Linked DNA regions of Mus musculus: all the other regions are linked to region 1. Evidence: chromatin contacts called from public Hi-C and HiChIP or PLAC-seq data. All regions are on one chromosome and are shown on one strand. Each heading gives the region's core, a stretch centred on a gene start, on an enhancer-like site or on the middle of the called end of the contact. The rest is flanking DNA. Distances are from core to core; before and after follow the strand shown. Region 1 overlaps Thsd7a (thrombospondin, type I, domain containing 7A). Region 2 has its middle 17 kb from the start of Tmem106b. Region 3 has its middle 38 kb from the start of Tmem106b.

Region 1 (3,967 bases), core at 379-2,878:
ATTATAGTAACAGAAATAAAATCAAAGAAAATGAAAAATGGCTGTTCTTAAGAGACTGTATCTTTTGGTAGAGTTCATAAGACATATAAAGTATAATTATTATAGAAAATAAGAAAGAATTACTAGTAACAAATATAGTCCTTGATAAAGAAAATCTTAGGTCATTCCCGAGAAAAATATCATATTTTGACTGGATGAGAGTAGTGAACTTTGTTTTGTTGTTGTTTTTTTTGTTTGTTTGTTTTGTTTTAGAAAAGGTAAGATAAGTTTAAATAATGTTTAAAGGGTTCACAACATATAAGCAAAGAGAAGGAAGAAAGATTTACCAAGAAATAGACTTGATGTGAGATAGGGGGTCAAGACAAAGACAACCGCAGGTCCAGAATTGAATGCAGAGGTCCAGAGAGGCAGCAGCCAGGACAGAAGCAGAAGGCCCAGTGGAGCCTGCTGAGTAGACCTGGAACTCCAGGGAAGAACTGATTTTAATCTTTGGTAACCAGGCTTTCCTACATGGATGATAAATGTCAGAGCACTGTTTGTGAAAGACAAGTGGACAGAATGTGGAGGCACAGAGAACATTGCCAGGCGCTGTGCTTTCAATGGCTGGACTACGTGAGTGACAGTTTACTGATAGGGTTCTTAACTGCATTTAGTGGCTGTGAGTGTAAGGAGCAGATATAGGGGAGATTTTTCCGAAGGCTTGACCAAGGCCTTGACAGCAGATAGTATCAGGAACACAAAAGAGAGGAGCCAAAGTAGTATGAGAGATTTTAAGCCTGGATGACTAAGAGAAAGCTAGTGACTTTAGCAGAAATCAAGACAAAGAAGATAGAACATTTGGCCCAATTTTAGGTTTTTAGTGTGGTCTTGAGAAGAACTATTATTAAGAGTTTAAGCCTCTTAACCTCTGACACATTCCTTAATAAACATGCAACATTAAGATTGGGAAGTATCTTCTCTCAGGACTCCCCTCAGGTGGCACAGAATTAAGAGACCTCTGAGATCTGAAAGCTGCAAGAACATTTTGTGCATCCAAAATAAAATATAAAAACAGATCCAATCTTTAATCGGTAGTAATATTGTATGCTATCAGGATTTGTAATTACAAGAAAAATAACCTTTCTTATAGGACTAAATTATTGGTACCTACATGAAGTTATTTCTATTGTTCCTTCCCATTTCTTGTATTTCTTTTTTATCTTCTTTTGGGACATTTCACCCTATTGTTTCCTAACATATTCTACAGACTGTATTTGAGAATATACATTTTGGGACTGTCATTCTTTTAGTACACATTGTTGACTAGTGGCTTGTGCTTGCATATATTGAGTTTTATCCAAATCAACCAAACACTTCTTCATTTAGGGGCTTTATTGCTCAACTCAGATTACCACAAATGATAGTGGTTGTCATAGATGAGATTTATCACTCTAAGGATCAGGAAAAATTTCATTTTCTTCTTCCCTGTGAATGATCTCCTTGTTGGGTTTTCTGTACCACAGCCACTGACTCACCAGTTTCTAAATATTTGTTGGATTATTCTCAAAATGTCAGGAGTGCTGTCTTGGTGGTAGTTCTCAGAATCTGGTTCTCAATGGCAAACTGTCAGTGTGTTGAAATCCAGCAATATCTTGTATGTCCTATGATGTAAATATTCTGTTGTCTTGGTGAGCAACTCATCAGAATGGAAGCTGGACTTCAGATGTTGACCATGTTTTCTTCTAGCACAACAGAGTTCTGCTTTTTCTTAACAGGGATAATTGTACTGCTTTAGAAAACGCCTAGCCTCCACTTCCTAACAGGGAACCTTAAGTAAAAACCAATCCTCTTCAGAGGAATCATCATCTGATCTGGCTGAGAAGAAAAAAAATAGTAAAATACATATTCAAGGCATGCAATGGGACGAATTGGATTTGAAAATAGTTATAATCTTACAGATATCTAGCCAGCCCATAAACAGCTCTCCAGGGGCTGAACTCTACAGGATCCTTGGAATGGGTCTCAGAACTCCTCTTGTATGTGTGAGAAGTCAGAGCAATAATGGGAATCACTCCAGGTCAAAAGAATTATTGCCATTCTTTTATTGTGATAAAGGGCAAAAATGGAAGGAAATAAACACATTTTTAAGGCTATGATTAACTCATACCTCGAATCAATAGGAAATACAATTTAGTAAAAGAGGAGTTCGGAAAAAAAAAAGAATGTTCGTTGTTCTCTTTCTTGACTTTGACAAGTGATTACAGGATTACTTTTTTAAAACAGAGACAGCAGGGAGACTGCACTGCCTTTTTTCCAGCTTTATAAGAGATAAACACTTCTTTTTTCTGAGAACTGACAGGCACATTCTTTATACAGATTATCATGTTTTCACATTTAATATTATCCTTTCTATTGACCAAAGCTACATTTTAAGCCATCATGAAATCCACTTTTAAAAGCTTTTCTTGTTTTTTGTTTTTATTTTTTATTAAATTAGAACAGGAGGATAATACACTGGAAACAGAGGCAAGCCTTCTTTTATGACTCATACATGACATTCATTTATCATTTATCTGTGATTGCAGGAAATGGATCACAATGAGTCCAGTTCACTTGAATGTCTCTACGCTGTTTAATTTAAATCCACACTACTAAGATATACTTCAAACTATGAGAAAACCTAAATATCATAACATTTTCTAATCAAATTGAAAATATATTTTTAGAAAAACAAAACTGTTTGAGCAGTCAGCAGATTGTCATTGTCAATAATTAATATTTCCAAGAACATAGAACAGAAGCAACGCACCAGTTATATATAACAGAACTGATATAATTGCAGTATTATGTAAGAGTTTGATGAACATAAAATATAATTTAAAATGATAGGGTTTTGATATTACATGTATACTTTTAATGTGAAACTGTCCCAATAGGTTTTTGGGTTTGCACACTTGGTCCCTGCTGGTAGAAGTGTTTTCGGAGCAATACTCTTAAATGTGCCACTGCGGAGTTGCTTTAGCCCCTCATTACTTCTTGTCCAGTTTGGGCTTCCTGAAGGAGGACAGAGTGTGGCTAGTCCCACGATGGACTGGATCTATTCTTAAACCATGAGCCAAAATAATTTCCTGAGGTGTCATAGCACAGTAGTCATAGCATATATAGTCTTATTACATATAAGCATATAATTCTTATGTGGCTGCCACAGATGTGTACACACAGAGCTCAGATATGAATTTCTTAACCATCATGAGAAGTATGTTTACCTATGTTATGGTACATCATAGGCATTCTACGGAATAACTTAGAAGTTGACAATGTAACTTCTATCTTTTTTTATTTACTTGCTGAATAGCTTAATAGCAATTTGAAACATTCCTTCCATTGATTATAACTTATAAAATATTTCTTTTACGAAACACAGACTCTGAAACATATGGCTGTATATATCTGCTTTGTAAGCTGAATATGTTATAGTGAAGCAAGAGCATACAAGCATGACCAAGGGAAAGTAATTTCAATACAATGAAAACCTTGGTATTATTCCTTGATTAATTTTTTTATTGCTAAAGTTTACAGTTTTTGTTTTGTTTTGCTTTCTAAAGGAGGATCAAGACAGTTTGTTCCAAATTCCCTTTTTGCCCTCCTTTGACTGGAATTCTGTTTATGAATAATTGGATATGAGTAACTCCAGTCAGATACTTCTGATTTGCAAAAAATGCTGTGAAAATGCTGTCCTCTTGATAACTCTTGTCCTCCATAGAAACTCATTCACACTTCTGCATGGCAATTATGATACATGTGAATACTTGTAGCTTATTAAATCTTATGGAAGATACCAAATGTTTTTATACAGCTCCAACTTTAGCCTAAAATATATTAACCTTCTTAAGAGTTTATGTTCCTTTGGTTAAAATGAGTCATCTTGGGGTGTGTGTGTTGCACAGTTTCACAGTTTACATGATAAATGTTTCTTAAAGGTCCAGGA
Region 2 (3,967 bases), core at 662-3,161, 600 kb after region 1:
AGCCGTATCCCTGTGTCAAGAATTTAAGCACAGCTTCTCTGGCTCCTTCCTTAGGGTTTTATGCTTCAATAAACATGTCAGCAAGGTTTTCCATATTTACTGTGTTCTTGAGCTGGGAATGCATCGCTCAAAAATTTGTAAATGGTTAGCAGAATTAATTTTCCTTCATCTCTGTGACTAAGAACTCCAGCTCCTTACAATGTGCTAACTGGAGTCTGCTTTAAGAATGGAGTGGCTACCAGCAAGTCTGGAGTCTGCAGTGCCTATGTATCTGTAGCCACTTTGCTCAAATGACCTTATAAAACTGAACATAAAAACGGTTGCATAAGAACCGTTCTAATATTTTAAGTGTAAATCAGACCATAATATTCCACAGATCGAATGTCTTGTGGCTTCCCACTGCGTTGAGCCAGTGATCACAAGGTCTGTTTGTCTAAACAGATTCTGAGACCTCAGCTCTCCCCGGACTCATTCTTCAAATCCACAGGGCTCTTCCTAAGTTCCAGGTTGAGGATATGTTGATTCTCCACCTCTGAAGCATTACTATGCCTCTGTTTGATGTTCTTTTCCAAAGAAGCACGTGTCAGGCTCCTCTGTTTCATCAGCTCTCTACTGAAGTACCAGTGAAGAACCTCACAAGAATTCACATAAATTAATAATGTACTCATCTTTCTTTTATTTTTTGCCCTGACTCTCATTGTTCTGTTGAGCTTGCTACTGTTTGACATTTTTAGGGCAGTCCTCTGTTTTAACCAGTTTGCCTGCATTCCCAGATGTGTAAGCTGAGTGGAGTCAAGACCCACCCCTGCTTATGTTTATTTTCCTTTAGTCTAGAGCAGCCCTTAACACAGAGATAATGCTCAATACCATTTGATAAGTGAACAAATGGAAACACTTTGGATTAATTCTTAAGCTCCACCCACTGATTGGCATGAAACAATGAAAGCTAAATACTTATAATAGCAAATTTTATTCCAAATTATGCTTAAAATATTTCTTTAGATTCTAACTACCTATTGGATAGTCTTGAATTCCCTGTCCAATTCTGCTTTCTCCTGTAAACAAAGGTGTTTAAGGATGAGAATAATAAAAAGGGAGTTGTATATTATTTTTTGAAATTTAGTATGTATTTTTCCCAGAACTGTCTCTAGACCATAAAATATTGAATAGAAACTCAAGTTAACTCTGGATTTGAATGAACGAGGACTTGAGTTAGGATCATGGAAAGGCCTGCCCTGGAGTGTGGGGGGGTGTACTTTGTCCAATTCCACCAAAGAAGCTTCTGTTTCCTTTTCCAGCTGGTATCAATTGTAAATAGCTTTGTGGCTAAGGTACAACTTCGTGCTCACTACTCTATGGGATTTTGTCTGGTTTGAACCTGTGCAGAGCTGATGCATGCTATGTCACAGTCTCTCTGAATTCATCCATATGTGCTTTGGCCATGTTGGATTGGAGTCACCCATCACTTTTGGTTCTTTGGCTCCTTCTGTCTCCTGTTCCACATAAAGCCCTGAGCCTCGAAGGGAGGGGTTTTATAGGACATCCCATTTAGGGCTGAGCACTCCAAAGTCTCTCACTGTACAATGTCTAGCTGCAACTCTGCGTTAATTACCATCTACTTCAAGAAGAAGCTTCCTCATGAAACGGAATCAGGAAACTTACTGCTATAGTTCTCATAGATTCCTGACCAAAAACGAAACAAAAACAAAAACAAAAAGAACAACAATACCCCTCCAAGATGTCTTTACAGAATGTACTTTGAATGGTTCTTCCAGCCAAATTCTGGAAATAGAAATAGAAATGACGAAATAGGTAGAACCTTCCTGACACACGTTGTTTATCCAAGGCTTGTTTTTCTGCCTGCATGCTCTAGTTATTTATTACATACTAATGCCTGATCTCTTGTGAAAGTCTCACCTTGTTGGAATGTCAAAGCTAGAAGTGATCTCTGTAATTTTCCATTAGTCATTGGGTAGTCCACTCTAGAAAGAGATTACATCTCTTGGTTTGCTTGCTTGGCTGGTGCCAAAGTCTGTTAAATGTTCTCTATGTATTGTTTACTTTAGTATTTGTGACTCAAAGTAGTTCTGCCAAGTACTCCATGAGTTCTACAAAATATGTCAGTAGAAATGAGTCAGCTGATATCACAGGAATAATTATATTAAACAAAAAATTCAAAAAAAAGCCATAGAAATGTAGAAAAATGCACTTCCAAGTAGGCAATTAATTCAATAATAAAATAAAGAACTGGTGACCTATTGGGTCCATGACATTAGCTAGGAAAGATGATTAATCAGTAAAAGAAGTGGGGGAGAGCACAGTCGGAAGATAATGAGCACATTCCAAGCCTAAAATGGAACAGAAATGAACTGCAGTGCCAAGAACAGTACACTGAGAAGAGCAGAATACTAGATCTGGTCATTGCTAGCGTTGCCAGCTGTGTGCTTTCCTTGTCCAAGGCATGAGGACCCTGATGCATACATACCCTTCCTAGTGAGCACTCTGGCCTATAACCCAGGGTAAGATCCCAGGGGGAAAGCTGCAGTAAATTTCATCAGCTGTCCAGAAAGGCACACTTCTGTGGCACTATCCCTGCAACTCTGTGCAACAGGAATCTCATCCCTCTACTCCTGTATTCTGCAGGATCTTCTAAGTCCTTTTTCAGACTAAGATTTGCATGGCATGTTGCTTTATCATCCATACCAGATTTAAAACTACTACAAACTCTATCTGTTCTCTGTAATCAGTGTGAACTTATTTTCTGTTCCTAAATTCTGTATGTTATAGAAATGCCTGTTTTCCCTCAGTACCCTTGCTCTAGCAGAGCTTAAAAGCGGTTTAGAAAGTGGATAATCATAAAAGAAGATCTACACACTAATTTTCATGATATTAACTACATATATTGGATTATGTGGTTCTTCATAATTATCATCAGATCAGGTATACAAGAAAAATGCATCTATTTAAACATCACCACCATCAACTCTTCTCATTACTCATCTCTTTACCTTAATTTACTTTTCAAAAAGGTCATTTCTTTCAGGTTTAAAGTATGTAATATTAATATTTATTTCAAACTCAGTATATTAGGTATGGTTTTTATGCCAGTAATCTTAGCACTTGAGACCTGTGTTATGAGGATAATAAAGTAGAGGCCAACCTGTGTTACATATCAAGTCTGAGCCAGCCTGACCTACATAGTAATTTCCAGGGCAACCTAGAATATACATGAGATCCTGTCTCAAACAATAGAAGAAAATTCTGTCTGTCATTAGTTTCATAGAACAAAGCTGTTGGAGGTGTCTTTATGATAAAGATACATACACACTAGAAAATAATTTAAATGTTTATACAGTTCAGTGTTCATATGATATGAAGTTATTAAAGATCAAAAGAAGCAAGGGAGCCACAATAGAGGAAAATAAGAAGAACAACAAATATCAAAGAAGGTGACTACAGTGGACAATATCAGTCAAACCAAGGCAATTTGCATGTACTGTAAAAAAATAAGAAACTGACTGAATACTAACAAGAGTTTATAGGTTAGCAATATAAAACAGGTCCTTGTAATAGAGATCATAGAACCTCACTGTTTGAGGGAACAGAGTCTGAAGAACTGAAACTTAGAAATTAAAACAAAACAGAACAAAAAACTCAGAACATTCAAAGTGGAAAATAATGCTATGGAAAAGAAAGAATGGAGATTGTAATACATTATAAATGATTTATAAAAAAAGTAAATTGCAGATATTAAGCAGCCAGTTCAATCAGTTTGTATAGCTATGCTCAACCCCATAACTATTTCCCAAAACAAAAAAGGAACTTTTGCACAGGTCCAGAAGAATTCCTCTGAATGTCAATTTCTCCCTGTAACTCAGGTGATCACTTTCCTATTTGTATAACATGTATTTGTTTTGGCTTTTAAAATGCATGTAAATGGGATAGCACTATATGCATCCTTGCAATT
Region 3 (3,967 bases), core at 551-3,050, 580 kb after region 1:
TAATAGATGAATAGTATTTCATTGTCTCAATATACTGAAATTTCATTATCCACTCATCAGTTGATGGGCATGCAGGTTATTTCCTTTTACTGGGTATTGTGAATAGAGCACAATGAACATGGATGAGTAGATATCTCTACAGTAGGATATAGAGTCCTTTGGAAATATGCCCAAGAGTGGTAATAGCTTGATCATATGGTTGACCTATTTCCATCTTTCTGAAGATTCTCCACACTGATTTTCATAATGACTCTCTAAGTTCGTATTCCCATCAGCAATGAGTCAGTGTTCCCTTTTCCCTACATCCGGGAATTACCTTAGCCATTATGACTTCTCAAGGAAGTTCTCATTTGCATTTCCCTGGTGCTGAGGATGTTAAACATCAAATATGCCAAATTGGTAACATTTTCAATTTTATAATCTTGTGTAGTAATACACGATAATAATTGGCAAAACTCCATAAAGTACACAACATTTAGATTTGATATGTATACATAGTAAAATAATTAATATAATTGATTTAATTAGTATATCTCCACCACCCAGCTGGCCATTTATTTTAGTGAAATTGTTTACAATACAACAAGGCAGTGGTCACTGGGCTGTTCATTTGATCGTCAGAGCAGTCTCTTTGTATATCTGAGAGTTCATGCTCTTTAACCAATATTCCTCTGTTTCCCCTGCCTTGCCAGCTCAGGGAACTGTCTTCCTACCTCTGCTATGATCACTGAGTAAAAAATAACAGGAATAACAGCAGTACTAAACTGAGTCATACACCACAGAAAAGGTAAACTGATAAAATGTGAGCTTTTGTCCAGTCTATCTATTTTTATCTTTAAAAATATATTATATAAATAAATGGCAATGTGTGGATAAACTACTGCATAAAAACCATATTCCTGTGCAATAATAATTCTTGGCAAAATGAGTATGAGACCTGAAGCAAGTAATCCTACAAAGTAAAAAAAAAAAAAAAAAAAACAACCTTGAAGTATGTATTTGTATGTCACCATAATTGCATTCATAATGTAGTTTCCTAACAGCTGTGCAGGTATCCTTCTCTTTCCAGTTCTGTCTTCAGGAAAACATAGTGGCCATAGCATTCTGCATTCCAGTCTGTGTTCATTACACACTGTGTGGGGATTATGAAGGAACTAAGGATTCCTTATCTTCTAGACAGGTGGTTAAGTGTGAATTTTGCATTCACAGTTTTTAATAGACAAAATGATTCCTACTTACCAGGAAAAATTGTCTGTCAGAAGTTTATACCAAACTCCTTACTCAAGAACCCACAAGGGTTATCTGACTGCCCTCTTTCCAGCATGTGTACTGGCTTTAAAAATCAAGATTGTTAAAGTGTAACTTTGAAGTTAGTTCATAATCCCTCAGCTGCATCCTAACTAGACCTCTGGGATCACACAGCTTCCAACTTTCTGAACTGCTGTGCTTTCCTTTCTGAGGCTGCCTCAAAAACAAACATAACTACAGGATCACTGTACACCAGGTATCTGATATAATACATCACTCATTTTCAGTGCTTAGAAGTGGACTAGATGCTAAATATATTTGCTTTTATTTTGTCTGGTCATACATTATCCTATTGAACTTAAGGTTGAATACTGTAGCACATGAATTAAAGTTCTTAAAGATTTGAATAAAACCATTGCTTGCCCATTACATGATAAATGACACCCACTCCCCGAAAACAATGCCAGAAGAGAGGCCTGAACACCATAGTTAACAAAATGACACAGCAAATGAAAGAGCTGCCAAACATGGTCCAATCCAGAGCATCAGGAAACTGGAGAAAGGATGCCCCCAGCTGTACATGCCTGACATTACTCACAGTGTACTGGTTCTCCAAGCATCTATATTTGAAGCCAAAATTAAAATCACATAAAAAAAATGTAAGTGGGCATTCTGGTAACCATATTCCCATACCTTGCTTAGCAGAAAGTCTAAAGAAATGAGGAAAGAAAGGCTGGGTGGAGAGGATCATAAAGCACAAATAGTCCATTTTAAAGAAACATTTGATTATAGCAGCAGTGGAAAGAAAATGAATTCAGTTCCAAGAACAACCTAGCTATAACATATAGAATATAGGCTCTTCTATAAAAGAATATACAAGAGTAGTAGAACAGAAACTGAATAATAAAAATTCTTAACCCAAACAAAATAACAAGGGGAGATCAGGAAATACAAATAGCATTTAGCAAGACAGAGATTTAGTGATATATATATATATATATATGCATATATATACATATATATATACATATATATACATATAATATATGCATGATACATACGTATATATATAATACTTAATACAGATGGACTAATGGCTCAAGCTAACAAAATAACCAACAATTCAGTAGTCAATAAATTAGCAAAATAGGTGAAGAGATGCATTATGCTGAATTAAATAATTTTACTAATATGGAAATATGTTCAACTGCACTTATAACAAGGGAACATAATTTAGCTGTGACAATATTATTCACTTATTTTAGTAGCAAGTAAAGCATATATATAATGCACAAAATATATATAATTTCCACATATTTGTTACATTTACTCATACATCTGGGGGCAGATAGTTCAACCATGACTCTCTATACACAGGGTAATCAGAGAAACTAGAAGCTGTTCAATCTAAGAAACCTTAATACAAGGGAGACCAACGTTATCGTCCCAGACTGAGTTTGAAAGACAGAAGCTCTCTGTAATGTTGTTAGCATGTGTCTGCATTGAACGACTGAAGAAACTTGAGTCTGATGTCTTGAGATGGCAGTCAGTACAGTGACACGTTTGCTAAATAAGAATAGAGCTTGAATGTGTTACTTGCTTCTTCTACCTTCCACTTTCACTCCATGCAGGACCTCTGGGCCGTTCTGGATGTTCTTCACCTTCAGCTGCTATCCCATGTGCTAAAGGTTTTCAGGGAAACCCTCGTAGACCACCCAGGTTATGCTTTTCTACTTTCCTGGACATTTTTCGTCTATTTAAGTTGTGAAGACTCCATCACAGATCCAAGCATGGCGAAAGAATCTTTCAATTCCAGTAGTTAAGACGCTGAGACAGAGGTTCAGCCTGGGCTTCCTAAGAAGAACTTGTCTCAAAAAAAATTTAATCATTGCTAGCATGTAAAGAATATGGGAGCTCTCATATAATTTTGCTAGAAGTATGAGTCGGAATACATCCAGGGAGAATATATTATTTATAATCTAATGTGCTACATATAAAAATTATTCCCAAATATCAAAGTTTCCAACACAAGTATTTCTCTACAATTGTTTCAAAATTTTGGGAACAACTTGGGTGTGGCAGTTCTGAACATGTTGCTGATTATTAGAAACCACACATATAGACACAGCCATGTGAAGGCTTTGTTATGGTTGAATGATTTCTTTTTAAAGTGGGTCACAGACTTAGGGCTATAATTTTGTCATATCTGCCATGTATAAGGTTCAGTGCTCAATCATAATAGATACATAGAAAAAATAATAGATACATAGACAGCTAGGTAAATAGAGAGGCAAATAGACTAATAATAGATAACGTATTGACTAGAGAGATGCAAAGATACATATATGTCCTGAGTACATGGCTTATCTGGTACCCCCAAATAACCATAAGCCTAACGTGAAGCATAGGAAGTGCCAATAAATACTTTTGCTGTGCATTAGAAGTTTCCAGCCAAAGCACTACTGGCCTTTTGGCTCAAATACTTTGCTATTGGTGACTGTCCTTTCCTGTGCTTACCCATTTATTCAGGAGCACTACTAACCTTTTCCCACTAAGTACCAGTAGCACATGCTACAATCATTGTGTGTGTGTGTGTGTGTGTGCGTGTGTGTGTGTGTGTTGCCAAATATTCTCTAGGTAGAAGTACTGCTCCCAGTTGTTAATCATCATCTAAAAGTAATCACATATACATTTTAAAGAAGAAGCTATATAATTTAAA

The links. Hi-C and Micro-C count contacts between places; a contact is called where the count stands out from the background. HiChIP or PLAC-seq counts read pairs in DNA pulled down with a chosen protein or histone mark.
Region 2: a Hi-C map of 3T3-L1-derived adipocytes shows a contact between it and region 1, with 4 times the contacts expected there. The contact joins two enhancer-like sites. A contact is called at or near these places in 3 of 39 promoter capture datasets (3T3-L1-derived adipocytes, hippocampal neurons and liver), 2 of 484 Hi-C or Micro-C datasets (3T3-L1-derived adipocytes and liver) and 1 of 115 datasets of contacts at active chromatin or transcription factors (the NIH/3T3 cell line).
Region 3: a contact with region 1 is called in an H3K27ac HiChIP or PLAC-seq map of the NIH/3T3 cell line, with 8 times the contacts expected there. The contact joins two enhancer-like sites. A contact is called at or near these places in 1 of 484 Hi-C or Micro-C datasets (adipose-derived mesenchymal stem cells) and 1 of 115 datasets of contacts at active chromatin or transcription factors (the NIH/3T3 cell line).

Annotation. Positions count from the first base shown.
Region 1 is chr6:12,453,698-12,457,664 of GRCm38.p6, forward strand. The region is part of intron 6 of Thsd7a (thrombospondin, type I, domain containing 7A); the gene reads right to left. The region is part of intron 1 of Gm38583 (a long non-coding RNA gene); the gene reads left to right. Among named protein-coding and RNA genes, the nearest start is that of Gm38583, 19 kb to the left of the region's middle. Within about 2 kb of position 1,629, at least 14 of the 459 cell types and tissues checked have an H3K27ac peak or open chromatin away from gene starts, as enhancers often do. A contact at or near this core is called in 3T3-L1-derived adipocytes and the NIH/3T3 cell line, where this site is marked.
Region 2 is chr6:13,050,615-13,054,581 of GRCm38.p6, forward strand. No RefSeq gene overlaps it. Among named protein-coding and RNA genes, the nearest start is that of Tmem106b, 17 kb to the right of the region's middle. Within about 2 kb of position 1,912, at least 58 of the 459 cell types and tissues checked have an H3K27ac peak or open chromatin away from gene starts, as enhancers often do. A contact at or near this core is called in 3T3-L1-derived adipocytes and the NIH/3T3 cell line, where this site is marked.
Region 3 is chr6:13,029,356-13,033,322 of GRCm38.p6, forward strand. No RefSeq gene overlaps it. Among named protein-coding and RNA genes, the nearest start is that of Tmem106b, 38 kb to the right of the region's middle. Within about 2 kb of position 1,801, at least 12 of the 459 cell types and tissues checked have an H3K27ac peak or open chromatin away from gene starts, as enhancers often do. A contact at or near this core is called in the NIH/3T3 cell line, where this site is marked.